4 separate regions of the Mus musculus genome follow, and all the other regions are linked to region 1. A link is a contact called in public Hi-C, HiChIP or PLAC-seq and Micro-C data. All regions are on one chromosome and are shown on one strand. The core of a region is the stretch at or near the end of the contact, and the rest is flanking DNA. Distances in the headings are between cores, read along the strand shown.

Evidence for each region. Hi-C and Micro-C count contacts between places; a contact is called where the count stands out from the background. HiChIP or PLAC-seq counts read pairs in DNA pulled down with a chosen protein or histone mark.
Region 2: a Micro-C map of muscle stem cells shows a contact between it and region 1, with 2.8 times the contacts expected there. The contact joins two enhancer-like sites. A contact is called at or near these places in 8 of 484 Hi-C or Micro-C datasets (Sertoli cells, Th1 cells, cerebral cortex and 5 more), 1 of 115 datasets of contacts at active chromatin or transcription factors (embryonic stem cells) and 1 of 9 other capture datasets (embryonic stem cells).
Region 3: a contact with region 1 is called in an H3K27ac HiChIP or PLAC-seq map of T-cell acute lymphoblastic leukemia, with 2.7 times the contacts expected there. The contact joins two enhancer-like sites. A contact is called at or near these places in 2 of 15 datasets of contacts at CTCF or cohesin (large pre-B cells and pro-B cells), 1 of 484 Hi-C or Micro-C datasets (embryonic retina), 5 of 115 datasets of contacts at active chromatin or transcription factors (T-cell acute lymphoblastic leukemia, embryonic basal ganglia, embryonic stem cells and 2 more) and 3 of 9 other capture datasets (embryonic stem cells, embryonic tail and embryonic trunk).
Region 4: a contact with region 1 is called in a Hi-C map of the N1E-115 cell line, with 6 times the contacts expected there. The contact joins two enhancer-like sites. A contact is called at or near these places in 1 of 15 datasets of contacts at CTCF or cohesin (large pre-B cells), 2 of 484 Hi-C or Micro-C datasets (the N1E-115 cell line and peritoneal macrophages), 3 of 115 datasets of contacts at active chromatin or transcription factors (CD4 single positive thymocytes, embryonic basal ganglia and embryonic stem cells) and 1 of 9 other capture datasets (embryonic stem cells).

What each region holds. Positions count from the first base shown.
Region 1 is chr19:58,059,344-58,062,427 of GRCm38.p6, forward strand. The region is part of intron 28 of Atrnl1 (attractin like 1); the gene reads left to right. Among named protein-coding and RNA genes, the nearest start is that of Mir5623, 9.7 kb to the left of the region's middle. Within about 2 kb of position 1,593, at least 63 of the 459 cell types and tissues checked have an H3K27ac peak or open chromatin away from gene starts, as enhancers often do. A contact at or near this core is called in the N1E-115 cell line, T-cell acute lymphoblastic leukemia and muscle stem cells, where this site is marked.
Region 2 is chr19:57,736,044-57,739,127 of GRCm38.p6, forward strand. The region is part of intron 20 of Atrnl1 (attractin like 1); the gene reads left to right. Among named protein-coding and RNA genes, the nearest start is that of Atrnl1, 130 kb to the left of the region's middle. Within about 2 kb of position 1,633, at least 10 of the 459 cell types and tissues checked have an H3K27ac peak or open chromatin away from gene starts, as enhancers often do. A contact at or near this core is called in muscle stem cells, where this site is marked.
Region 3 is chr19:58,375,243-58,378,326 of GRCm38.p6, forward strand. All of the region lies in intron 5 of Gfra1 (glial cell line derived neurotrophic factor family receptor alpha 1), which reads right to left. Among named protein-coding and RNA genes, the nearest start is that of Gfra1, 79 kb to the right of the region's middle. Within about 2 kb of position 1,444, at least 23 of the 459 cell types and tissues checked have an H3K27ac peak or open chromatin away from gene starts, as enhancers often do. A contact at or near this core is called in T-cell acute lymphoblastic leukemia, where this site is marked.
Region 4 is chr19:58,343,819-58,346,902 of GRCm38.p6, forward strand. The region is part of intron 5 of Gfra1 (glial cell line derived neurotrophic factor family receptor alpha 1); the gene reads right to left. Among named protein-coding and RNA genes, the nearest start is that of Gm10007, 49 kb to the left of the region's middle. Within about 2 kb of position 1,458, at least 5 of the 459 cell types and tissues checked have an H3K27ac peak or open chromatin away from gene starts, as enhancers often do. A contact at or near this core is called in the N1E-115 cell line, where this site is marked.

The DNA of each region.
Region 1 (3,084 bases), core at 343-2,842:
GGCCTTCGATTGAACACCGTTTCTGTTGGGACTGGCTTGATGTGGTGTGAGTGTCCATGTGGGCAAGGACTCTCACACGAAGACCAGGACCACAAACAAACTGTGCCCATCATGAGTGCTTACTGTGAGATGGCTGAACAACTGTTCCCCATTCTCCTCTCACTGAGCCTCACAGCAGCAGCCCTGCAAGGTAGCTGTGTGTTGATTAGGAACACGGAGGTGCAAAATCTTACCTGCAGTTACCAACCACACAACAGAAGAAACCCCAGTCTGAAGCCTTCTTGCTTTGTCTCTTTCTCTAAAGTTTATGGCTGCAGTCACTGTCCTCTAATGCGTTCCTGACCAGGAAGTAGTAAATAGACCAGAGAACTGAGGGAGAAAAAGGCGCTTACAGGAAATACACAAGGCTTGCGTCTAATCTGCTCTGTTTCAGGATTTAAAATGACAGAGCAAAATGGAAAGCCAGCAGGGATTTTTAAACATGACTCAGAGATCAAACATGACTCCTTTTTGTCCCAGAACACTTCACACTCGAACCCCAGGCTTCACTGCTGCTGGTGCGCGTCCAGACTCAGTCCTGTAATTGGTCAATTTACATCGTGTTTGTCGCCAGCAGATTAGGAAGGCACAGGTGTCAGATCTAGGAAATCCGCAGAATCTCAGCCTTGTTGAGACTAATTGGTCCAAACGATAAAATGTTAATTAGAAAATAAATCTAAACCTTTATTTTTGTAACTTTGATTGGTGTCCCTCTTTCTTAAATCCCTATGTATTCACAAGGTTAAAAAAAAATTTCTTTCCTCTAGAAACTATGAGTGTTAAATGTGAGAATTACCAAGACTTTTCATTGAAAACATCAGCCAGTTTATTAAAATGTATTCAGTTGCTGCAGATCCTTAAAATCATGGTTCACATCTATCTATACCATCTTTAACGGGAGAGAGCGGTGGGAGACAGCATCAAAGCCTCCTTGCGGGAGGAAGCCCAGAACCCCGGATGTGTTCCCCGTGGGGGGGGGGGGGGCGCTCTTTCTTCTCTTGCAAGGACAGCAACATTAGCACAACAGCATCAGACAAAGGAGAGTTCGTCTTGTTCATACCCCTAGCTTGTGCAGCTTCCTTCTCCACAGGCTTGAGAATACCCCTGTTCTCACAGTAATAAGTCCCAGGTCTTAATTTCCTTTCAGTATTTGGAGTCGCCACTATGCTATAGGATTTTCGGTGCTAGAATGTTTGCACTGGATTGGTAGCTGTCCCTCAAGGCTGCTGCCTTGGGAGGTTATATACACTTGAGTCATTAGTATTTGGAGACCGAGGATGACTCTAGACCCATTGAGTTTTTCTCAGCCAAATACCTGGTACTCAGCACTCTACCTTACAGCCAGCTCTCATCTGACTTCGGTAGCCTTTCCCTGTTTCCCTATTAAAGTTCGCCTGCTGAGGTGACCACTGATAACCAGTGATGACCACATCTGTTAATGTGACACTTGATGAGCCCTTACTTCATTAGAAGTCAGTCTGCTACACTCTGTCTCTCTGACTAAGCTGTGGGCAGCACAGAAGAAGCAGGAGCCGTCTCGCGTTACCACAGCAGTGCCTGTCAATCAGACCCTCGGGGCTTTGAGAAGGGAATGAATGACTGTGTCTAACTTTACACGTGCAGAAGAAGAAGCCTGGAGGCCGGGGAAAGGCTGCAGTGATTTGCACAAGCACTTATGAGACAAACATCCTGCCTAGCTCTAGCCTAGAGGACTTTAGGTCACACAATGGCGTGACTGTCAGCCGGGGTAATTTACATAAAAGCAGTCACGGAGACGATCTGATTCTCTGCCCGTCTGTAGTTGGCTGGGATTCCAGACGTCTAAGGAAAAGAGCTAGGAGCTACTGTCAGTGAGAAATGTGTCCTTGTGTGTGTGGCCATGAGCACATGTGTGCACATGCATGTAGTGGGGAGGCTGCGAAGGAAGGCTACGTTTCTCTTCTGCACACTGCCACATACCTCAGGCTATCACCGTAGGAACCTGCCCGCTTTCCTGGAAGCTCATGGATATTTATACGTTATTGGTTGAATTTATGATGAAAACTTAATGTATAATTTCTCTAACATTTTTTGGAAAAAATAAATGAAACAAACGTCTTACAGCCTGGAAATATCCACCAAAAAAGTCCTATTTCTTTCCAGGATTTCAGATATATTTAGGTTTCTTTTATGTAAGTGGCATCATTTTTAATGAAGTCCTATATTCTTCATTTTCAACAAATGTTACATAACGACTCATTAAAATTTCTTCAGAAAAAAATTCAAAAACATAATTTTAATGACTGTATAATATTGCATTTTATGGATGTATCATAAATGTCTTAATTATTTCTTCTTCTTAGATATTTATGCTCTTTCCAGGCCTTTTGTTATAAATAATGCTGTGATGAGTCCCCGAATAAAACTTTCTCTTCCTCTCAGACTATTTACTTAGGCCACATCTCTAGCTCTGAAGTTAGCTCATATGTACACACGGTACATTGCTAGGTTTTCAATACATATTGCTAAGCTACATTTCAGGAAATATTTTTTCACAATTTATTTGCTAGCTAAGGCGTTGTGAATGTCATGGAAGACAGACATAAGGTGTAGCCACAGCCCCTTTCCGTGAAACTGAAACTGTGGGACAGAAGGGTATGGTCCTTCTGCAATCCAGGAGCAGATCACAAGGGCCTAACTGCAGGCCGGTGAACTCCGCAGGCCAGCCGCCTGGCAGAGGCTTAGATAAGAGGGCAGAACAGCAGTCACCTGACAGAAAGACCAGGCCACACTTCAGCACACAGGGGACCTGGTAGCAACATCTTCCAACACGTATCAAGTGCCTTTGAAATGTGCAGTTTACCTATCAGGTGGTACCCAAGCATTCTGAGAGAGACCACTGGCTACCGGACACCCACCTTCTTGGTGCATTGCTTCCTTATGTCCCCCCACCCCGGATCACTTGAGTAACTGTACTCCAGGGCACAGACCATCACCCTTGTGTTCACTGTGACCCGGCCAGCCCATCTGATTTGATTACTGATCCTATCGTGGATATCTTTATAC
Region 2 (3,084 bases), core at 383-2,882, 320 kb before region 1:
ATAACTAACCAACCAGCCAAACAAACAACCAAATAACCAACCAACCAAACAAACAAATAAGGCCTCCTAAAGGACAGAAAAGGGCAAGAGCCTGCATACATGCAACACCTTTGGCTTTCATGGAATGAATTAGCTCATAGAGGTCCTTTCTTACTAGTGTAGAGCATCGAGACAGTAGAAACGGATAGCATTTTATATCCCCTCTTCTCAGAGGTACTCTCAAACTCCTATATGGACACTACTGGTTTCAAACAGAAAAAAAATAGAGATGATTTAATTATTTTTTTCTTCTTCTTCCTCCTCCCCCACTCCCTCCTCCTCTTCCTCCTCCTTCCCCCCACCCCCTCCTCCCCCTCCTCCTCCTCCTCCTCCTCCTCCTCCTCCTCCTCCTCCTCCTCCTCCTCCTCCTCCTCCTCTTCTTCTTCTTCTTCTTCTTCTTCTTCTTCTTCTTCTTCTTCTTCTTCTTCTTCTTCTTCTTCTTCTGATAGGCTCTTGGTGTGTAGTACTGGCTGGCCTGGAACTCACTATGTAGACCAGGCTAGTCTAGAACTCACAAAGATCCTGATTTCTCACTGCCTCTTCCTCCCAGTGTGGAGAAGAAAGGTGTGAGGCACCATACTCAGCTTGCAAGTGGAGAAGAGTTTAAGACAACGTTTTCTGTTGTATAAGCTGTGGAACGGAATGGCCACCATGGTGAGCAAGGCAGTAGTAGTTATGATCAAAATATCCATTTAGGTAGCCTCAGTTACATCGTGAATTTTAAACCAGTCTTGGCTGCCCTATCTCTAACAAAGTATCCAGAAACAGAGCATAAAACCCAGTAGTCATACTGTCATGATCATGACAGTTCTCAGTCTAACATTCCAAGAGAATTGGTACTGAAAATGGTAATTTTAAAATACAAGCACCTACTGAACTCAACAGATGGGTCTCTATAGAAGAAATAAAAATGGCCAACACCTTAGCCTTCAGGGACATGTAAGAGCCCAGCTCACTCCAGTCAAGGTTGCTGTAATTGAAGGTACTCATGACCAAAATGCTGGCAAGGCTGTGAACAAAAAGGAACGTTACTTATGGCCAACGGGAACATAAACTTGTGGAGTCGTGAAGGACAAGGAAGGGCCTCATGAAACCCCTGAGAGTGGGCAGATGTCTTAGCCGTTCTGTTCTTGGTTTGTACCCGAAGGACTAAATTACTCAACCTGCCACATGGATGTACAACAGAAACATCCTTGTTTGTCTGTTCACAAATCACAGTATCTAGGAAATGGAACCAGCCCAGATGAATGGCTAAATAAAATGTGATAGATACATACACTCAATGGGAATTTACGCAGCCATAAAGAAAAATGAAATCATGGCATTTTAAGGAAAGTAGATACAACTAGAAATCATTATGCTCAGAAAAATAAGCCAGACTCAAAAAGTCAAAATTTCCTTGGACTATTTGATGTGTGGTACCTGAATTTTAATGTGTGTGTGTTGTTTTCTTGATGATTGCAAAGCTAGTCATTTCTTCCCACTTGCAACCAGGCGATGTAAGATAGCTAATGCCACAGTGTGTGACTGGCACTCAACCAGAAGGAAAGAGGACACCTCTGGGAGTCAGTGCTCTCTGTCCGCCATGGACTCCAGCCATTGAATTGAGATTGGCAGGCTTGCCAAGGACGTGTTTTTAACCACAATGCCATGCTGCAGGCACAAGGGAGGGGATTTGTCCTTCATTTTCTGCATTGTCATCACTCCCTATGTCAGTAATCAAAACCAGGTCCCCCTCAGTCTTCCATGGAGGTGATACCATCTGAGTTACTTGAACTTCATGATGTTAACAGAGCTTCATGGTGAGATATGATGGATGCCTGCCAGACAGCACTAAATGCGATGGTTAGTGGAGCAGCATTATCCGGTGTGCTAGAGTAACCACCGAGATTCATAGCTGGTTAGTTGGGACCAGTTGGAGAAACAGTAGGGATTACAAAGTAATATTAACACTTGATTATGAAGCCTAAATTGTAAGGCTTGTAAATCTTCCTGTTTTTGTTAAATGCCATAGCTTAGAAGAAAGTGCCTTTTGTGGAATCAAGGCTGTGAACATGAGCGAGCCTTCAGTGATAGCATTTAAAGGAATCACCTTCCACAGCCAGAGGATAGAGTGTGTTGAAAACCATTCTAGAATTCAGTCATAAGGGTGGCTGATGGCAACTTAAACTGGAGCTTCAGCCATAACATTTGTTCCCTGACAATCACGCCTGGTCAAGAGAAGGAAGGGGTTGAGGTTTTTAATGGGAGTGAATGAGATACCAGAGGCCTCAGTCAGAGTGCCCTGAGCAGTCCCGTCTGTAAGATTACTCTCCTACTGTTGCTCAGTCAGCCTGTTGGTGAACTCTCTATTGCATCTCTGGTCTTTCTTGATTTTCTACTAAGATAACATTGCTTTAGAGAGATTTGCAGTTTATTTTAATGTCTTTAAGGTTTGCCTCCAATATAAAACTAGCAAGCACATGGCTAAAATGAAACTAAAATGTAATATTATTTAGCTTATTTTCCACTATTTGATTTTTTTTCACTACTAAAATATATTTGGGTTGTAATATCCTTGTTTTAATGAACTGTACTGTTAAAAGAGACATTTCAAAGGTTTCTCTAACCTTTTAAAGGCTAAATTTAATTGAAATATGAAGCTATTATATTTAGTTACTTTGGTACATATATTTTATTTTAACTTTAAATTATTTTGTCATTATATTTATAACAGCTCCTCTTTCCCTTTTCTCCTTCTGGGCCAGTTCTGTTTACACACACACACACACACACAAACACACACACACATACACACCACACACACCACACACACACACACCACACACACACACACACACACACACACACACACACACACATACCACACACACACACACACACATCACACACACACACACACACACACACACACACACACACACACACACACCACACACACTTAAATATGACCTGCTCAGTCTGTGTAATGTTACTAGTATGCATGTTTTCAGAGCTGGCCATTTGGTGTTGGATAACAAGTTGTCGTGCTCTTCCTGGGGAAGA
Region 3 (3,084 bases), core at 194-2,693, 320 kb after region 1:
CCCACACACTTAAATTCATCCAAGCATCCCGTAACCATGTACAGTATCCCAGGCCGTGGCCATGATGCCGTGAAAAAGACAAGTCCTGTCTCAAAGCTGCTTCCAGTGTGAGGGCAAACAGAGGCCACAGTCTGCTCGCCCTAAACTGAATCTATCTTCTGATTCGGACTGGAGGTCTCCTGCCTTGTGATTTGCTCGTACTGTTTGTGAATGACCTTCGGGTTCTTTTCAAAAGTCTCATCAAACCACGGCATTAGACCACTTGTGCTAAACACACCTACTGCCACAGAGTGGTAAAAGAACCTGAACCTGGTATGAAGAACATCTGGGCTTCAGTGGTAGCTGCTGGGTGGGGAACATTGACCACATTAATAACCTCCATGGTGTCTGTCCCAACCCCAGGGTTCATCGGTTGACAGGTTCTCGATGGACACCTACTGTGTGCTTGGCCTTCTGGGTGATGGATTATGAGCACTGATAACATGACTGGCCCTTGTATCCATGTAGTGACTATTCTAGCTGGAGAGACAGGCTAGAAGCAGGAAAGAGCTACCAGACAGCATTTGCTGTGCTTGCTACATTACTGTAGCTCCTCTTCAAGTTCTAGAGAGGAACATATGTCTCACCCAGCATCCATTGGAAACGTAAGTCTCATTCCTGCCTTTGTCTTCAGCCTTCTCCCCGTGACCTCTCTATGTCTTAAGAGTACCACCAGCCCTACTTAGACCCATCTTAAATCTAAGTTTTCCTCTCAAGTCTAGCTGCCCTGGTTTGGAAAGTCATGTTCCTCCAACATCTGCAAGCAAAACCCAAATCCCTACTTGATATTATTAGGAGTGTTTGGGAGGTGACTAAGTTGTAGGAGCAGAACTCTCATAGATAGGATTAGCCCCACTGGAAGTTCCAGCAAGACCCTTCCATAGCATGCAAACTTAGCTGCACTACAGCATCTATCAGCCATAGACTGAGCCTCACCAGACACCAACTCAGCCAGCACATTGCTTTAATCATGAGCTTTACAGCCTCCAGAGTTGTCAGAAATTACTTTTTATAAGCCACTCGATTTACAGTATTTTCCGATAGTAGCCCAATTATACCAAGTCAACCCTATTTCCAAACATTCTGAGCTCCGATGTGAATAAATATTGGAATGTTTGGGGGTGGGTGGGGCTACTGTTCAGCTGATAACAAAAAGTTTAAAATGAGGAAATGAAGATAGTTTTTAAACTAGAATGTCCAGGGAAGAGACCTCTCAAGAACTCTGTTTAAATAAGCTACAAGGGGAGGCTTCCAAAGCCGTAAATAAACATTCTAACACATCCAAGCAGCCCAAGAAAAGTTACTGAGCAAGGTAAAGAGGTGGGGGGATTCTACAGGGAAGGGTCTGGTGTGAGATGAGCAGGTGGATGGGGGACAGATGCTCTGAGCTCCTTTGAGAACCGGATACAGATGAGGATCCCCAGGGACTAGTGAAATAACCGCCCCCACCCCAACCAAGGGCCAGGAGCCTGCACTTGAAATCCATCCACCAACCAGAGCAGGTGGTCCAAGCCCAGGAAACTGAAAACCACAACATGCCTCTAGGCCCATTAATTTATAGAACTCCCCCCTACACACAACACACACACACACACACACACACACACACACACACACACACACACACACAGGTGTTTCCTGATACAGGATATTAACTCTCAGCTCCAGGAGGTCCCTAACCTCACACCGGCCTGAAAGGTTTCCTCGGGTTTAGATAAGCCTCAGATAAGCTGAACTTTCGCAAGCTGACAAGAGCTGCACCTGCAATCCTTCTGAGATTCGTTCATCACGAACCTTAATCCATCTCAAATAAAACCCGGGCGTACAGACGTGACTGCCCACCCGTGTGTGGCTGTTTAACAAGAAAGAAGAAGAGCTCTCTCTGTTCTGGAAAGGCCTCCTCGTGTGTACACGGCACCCACGGATTTAATTTCTGAGATTTACATTTTAATTCTTTAAGATATTCGGGACGTTAGTTGGAAGGGAGGCCCCATGGTCTAGAGAACTGTCCTTGCATGCGAACGGATTTGCCTTCTGCTCTGACCCTGGCCCTCCCTTCTCCCCCTTTGCCATTTTTAAAAATCCACACTTCCCCTCCACGTCCTTAAAGTACAGCTTCTGTCTTCCTTCTTACTTTTCGACCCTGTCCTCCAGTGGATGAATAGCATCCACCGAAGTCCCCACTCTCGACCCTAGAATACAACCATACTGAGAATCAATCTCTACAGATGAAGTTGAGATGCTGCAGCAGGGTGCAGTGGGCTCGATATTCCAAACGACTGGTTGTCCTTGGAATAAAGACACACATGGACATGATCAAACCATGGGGGTGATGCAGTCGCAGGAGAATGGTATGATGCAGAACACCAGGAGCTGGGCAGAAGCAAAGATGTCCCTCCTTCAGGACCACTAATGACATCATATACCCGGTGCCACCAGTGTGACTCCAGACTCCTCATCTCCAGAGCTGGAAAATGATTATCTAGTGTTGTCTTAAGCTGCTTAATTTGCAACCCTTTAACGCAATGCCCTCCATGGCCAAGGCTGTTGCGTGCATGTCTAGAGCCTGCTCAGCAACCATCTCTCTCATACACACTTTTGGACTCTGTGCCTCTTCCTCATCTGAGGCTTTGTAACTGGGTCTCAGGCAATGCCTGTTCCCCAGAGGTGAGGCTGAATGCTCTCTGTTTATACAGAGAACCAAAATAGGACCTGTCTCCCACCCCCCACCTCAATATTTTACTATGAAGTTTTCAAATATGGAGCCAAGTTGACGAATCTCACGTGTGCTTATATACCTACCGCCTCTGTCCCACTGCAATTAACAGAGTATTATATATGTGCTTTATCATGCATTTCTCCATCTGTGCACTTCCCCTCCACCCTGCAGTAAATGCTGCCCATGTATTTCTTGGATGTGTTCCAAAACGATTTGTACACATCAGTGCCCTTGCCTTTCCTGTGTCGGTGGACGCATCAGTCACCACGGCTCACATCTGATCTTTCTTTTTCCCCTTTTAAGGTGAAATTTACAAAAGGTAAAAT
Region 4 (3,084 bases), core at 208-2,707, 280 kb after region 1:
GAGGCAGGAGCTGATGCAGAAGCCATGGAGGGGTGCTACTTGCTGGATTGCTTCCCCTGGCTTGCTCAGCTTGCTTTCTTATAGAACCCAGGACCACCAACCCCGGGATGGTACCACCTACAATGGGCTGGGCCCTTCCTCCTTGATCACTAATTGAGAAAATGCCTTACAGCTGGATCTCATGGAGGCATTTTCTCAAGGGAGGCTCCTTTCTCTGTGATAACTCCAGTTTGTGTCAAGTTGACACACAAAAACATCCAGTACAGATGGGCTGATGGGGACACACAGAACCCATAGGACTTGTCCCATTGTGAGTGTAGGGTCTTGGGGGGCGGGTCACTTGCTTTATTGTCAGCTCCCTCTTTGGAGTGGAATAGATGTGGCAGACTTTTTGAGCCAAAGAGAGCTAGGCTGGCCCACTAGACCAGAGTCTTCATGGCCCCTGGCTAAGTTCTCCTCCACAGTGCCCTGGCTTAGTAACTGATAGGCAACTGGATGAATCCTCAAGTGTGGTCTGTATGACAGAAGAGGAATGCTTCCAGGTCTTACACAATGTCTCCAAGTCCTCCCTATAGATACTCCACTGACTCTGCCACTGGGAGATTCCTGCTTCCTCTAAGATGACATCATTCCTTCTCCTGAAGGGATCTAAGGCAGCAAGACAGCACTAGGTTAAGAGAGGGGACAGCTCTTCTTATTTCTTCTCCACATCACATAGCCTTGTGGATCACTGACACAGTGCTGACTACCGGCTGACCATCCCAACTGTTCAACATCTGTGAATGACCTATGACCTTCATGCCTCACTCTTCCTTGGCCGAAAGCCTGAACCCACTGCATCAACTCAAAGCAGAACTCGGGGCTTCAGTCTATTCACTGAGCTCAAAACTAGTGAGCAGAAGCCCAGGAGAGAACTCAACTGGCCAAGCTTTGCCATGTATGTACAAGGACCTGAGTTCTAGCTGCAGAACCCAAATAAGAAGAACTCAAGGTACAGTAACAGGCACTGGAAATCCCTGCACTGGAGAGGCAGAGACAGGCAGATCCCTGCTGCTAGCCTAGTTGGCAAGTTCCATGTTTGTGTGAGACCCTGCTTCAAAAAAACCAAGGCAGTACCTGAGGAATGACAGCTAAGGTTGGCCTCTGAGCTCTGCAGGCATGCATGTGTACCTATGCACATACAAGAATAAACACAGAGGCACACAGAGGTGTGCATGTGTGCATGCACACACACACACACATACAGAGAGAGAGAGAATGAGAGAACACCATACCTCTCAAACTATGCACTTTCCTTAAAAAACTAGAATCCAGTGGTGACCCTAAAGACCACAGACCATTTTGTTCTCGGTGGGTTTTGTGTAACCAACACGTCTCCTTTGTCCTCTCAGTTGCTTTGCTTCGGGTAAAAGGGAACAGCATTTAAAATGAAGGCAGTGTTAACTCACAAATCAAATAAGCTCCCTACAGCTGCCCCAGTGGCTTCCTCATTCAGTTAATTAATGCCCACGGCCTCAGGGTGAACAGGCTTCTGGGGAAAATGTGGGCATTATTTTCAGATCCCCGTTTGGTGTTGGGTCTCTGAATTGGAGATCCTGCTTAATGTGCCCATGTTATGTTAAACTGTGTGCAAATTTATTCAACCGCAACTTGACAGAATTCATACCGTTAAAGTCACAGAGGATTTACAGTAGGAAAATAAGTCTTTTCTCCACTCACAAGTGGTAGCAAACCCAACACTACAACAGTGTGACCCAACAAGAACTGTCACCCCTCGGAACCCAGCCCCCAACTGGACCCATCAACCCTTAGAACAGCCTTTACTCTGCTTTCCATGGCCGCTGTGAGGAGGGCCATTTAAGAGCACAGCAGGCATTTTGTCCCCCAGCCATGAAACCATTTATGCGAATTCTTTTATACATTTCTCATAAAACCATTGCTGTTTTTAAGTATGTAACATGCCTTTCCAATATTTGCTTTTTCATCCCACCTGAGGAGGGACAGACAGCTCTTAATAACATGTTATTGAGCTTTAGACACATCTTTCAGACTGCATTTTCTAAAAGCCCAAAGCAACTAAGAGGCAATCTCTGAGTCTGAGGTGAGTTTTGATCAAAGCAGAGCCTTGATTTCTTCAGAGTGACTCTATGTAATGTCAATCACTCTGCCCCCAACACATCTTAAGCCCAAGCATGGCAGAATTCTAAATGTAACAGACACATGGAGCCTCTATGCTTCATATTTCACCCTCAACTATCCCCTCACTGTGGACAATGAGAAGTCACTCTGACATGGGTAAGATGTCTGGTCTGTCTCTTCTCTAATAACAGTGAGGATGTCTCCAAAGACAAGCATAGATAAATGATAGATAGATAGATAGATAGATAGATAGATAGATAGATGGATGATAGATGCCTGATATATGATAGGTGATAGACAGATAGATAGATGATATAAATTGATTGATAATCAATAGATACCTGATAGATGATAGATAGATAGATAGATAGATAGATAGATAGATAGATAGATGATAGGTACCTGATATATGATAGATAGACAATAGACGACACCTGATAGCTAGCTAGCTAGATAATAGATAGATGATATAAATTGATTGATTGATAGGCAATAGATACCTGATAGACGATAGATAGATGAATAGACAGAGAGATAATAGATAGATAGATAGATAGATAGATAGATAGATGATAGATACCTGATATATGATAGGTGATAGACAGATAGATAGATGATAGATGATATAAATTGATTGATAATCAATAAATACCTGATAGATGATAGATAGATATAGATAGATAGATAGATAGATAGATAGATGATAGATAGATAGATAGATAGATAGATGCTAGATACCTGATATATGATAGACAATAGACAGACACCTGATAGCTAGCTAGCTAGATGATAGATGATATAAACTGATTGATTGATAGGCAACAGATACCTGATAGACGATAGATAGATGAATAGACAGAGAGATAATAGATAGATAGATAGATAGGTCTTAGATACCCTCTCACAGCTGTCTGTCCATAGCTGTGCAGACCACTTTACTTGTTT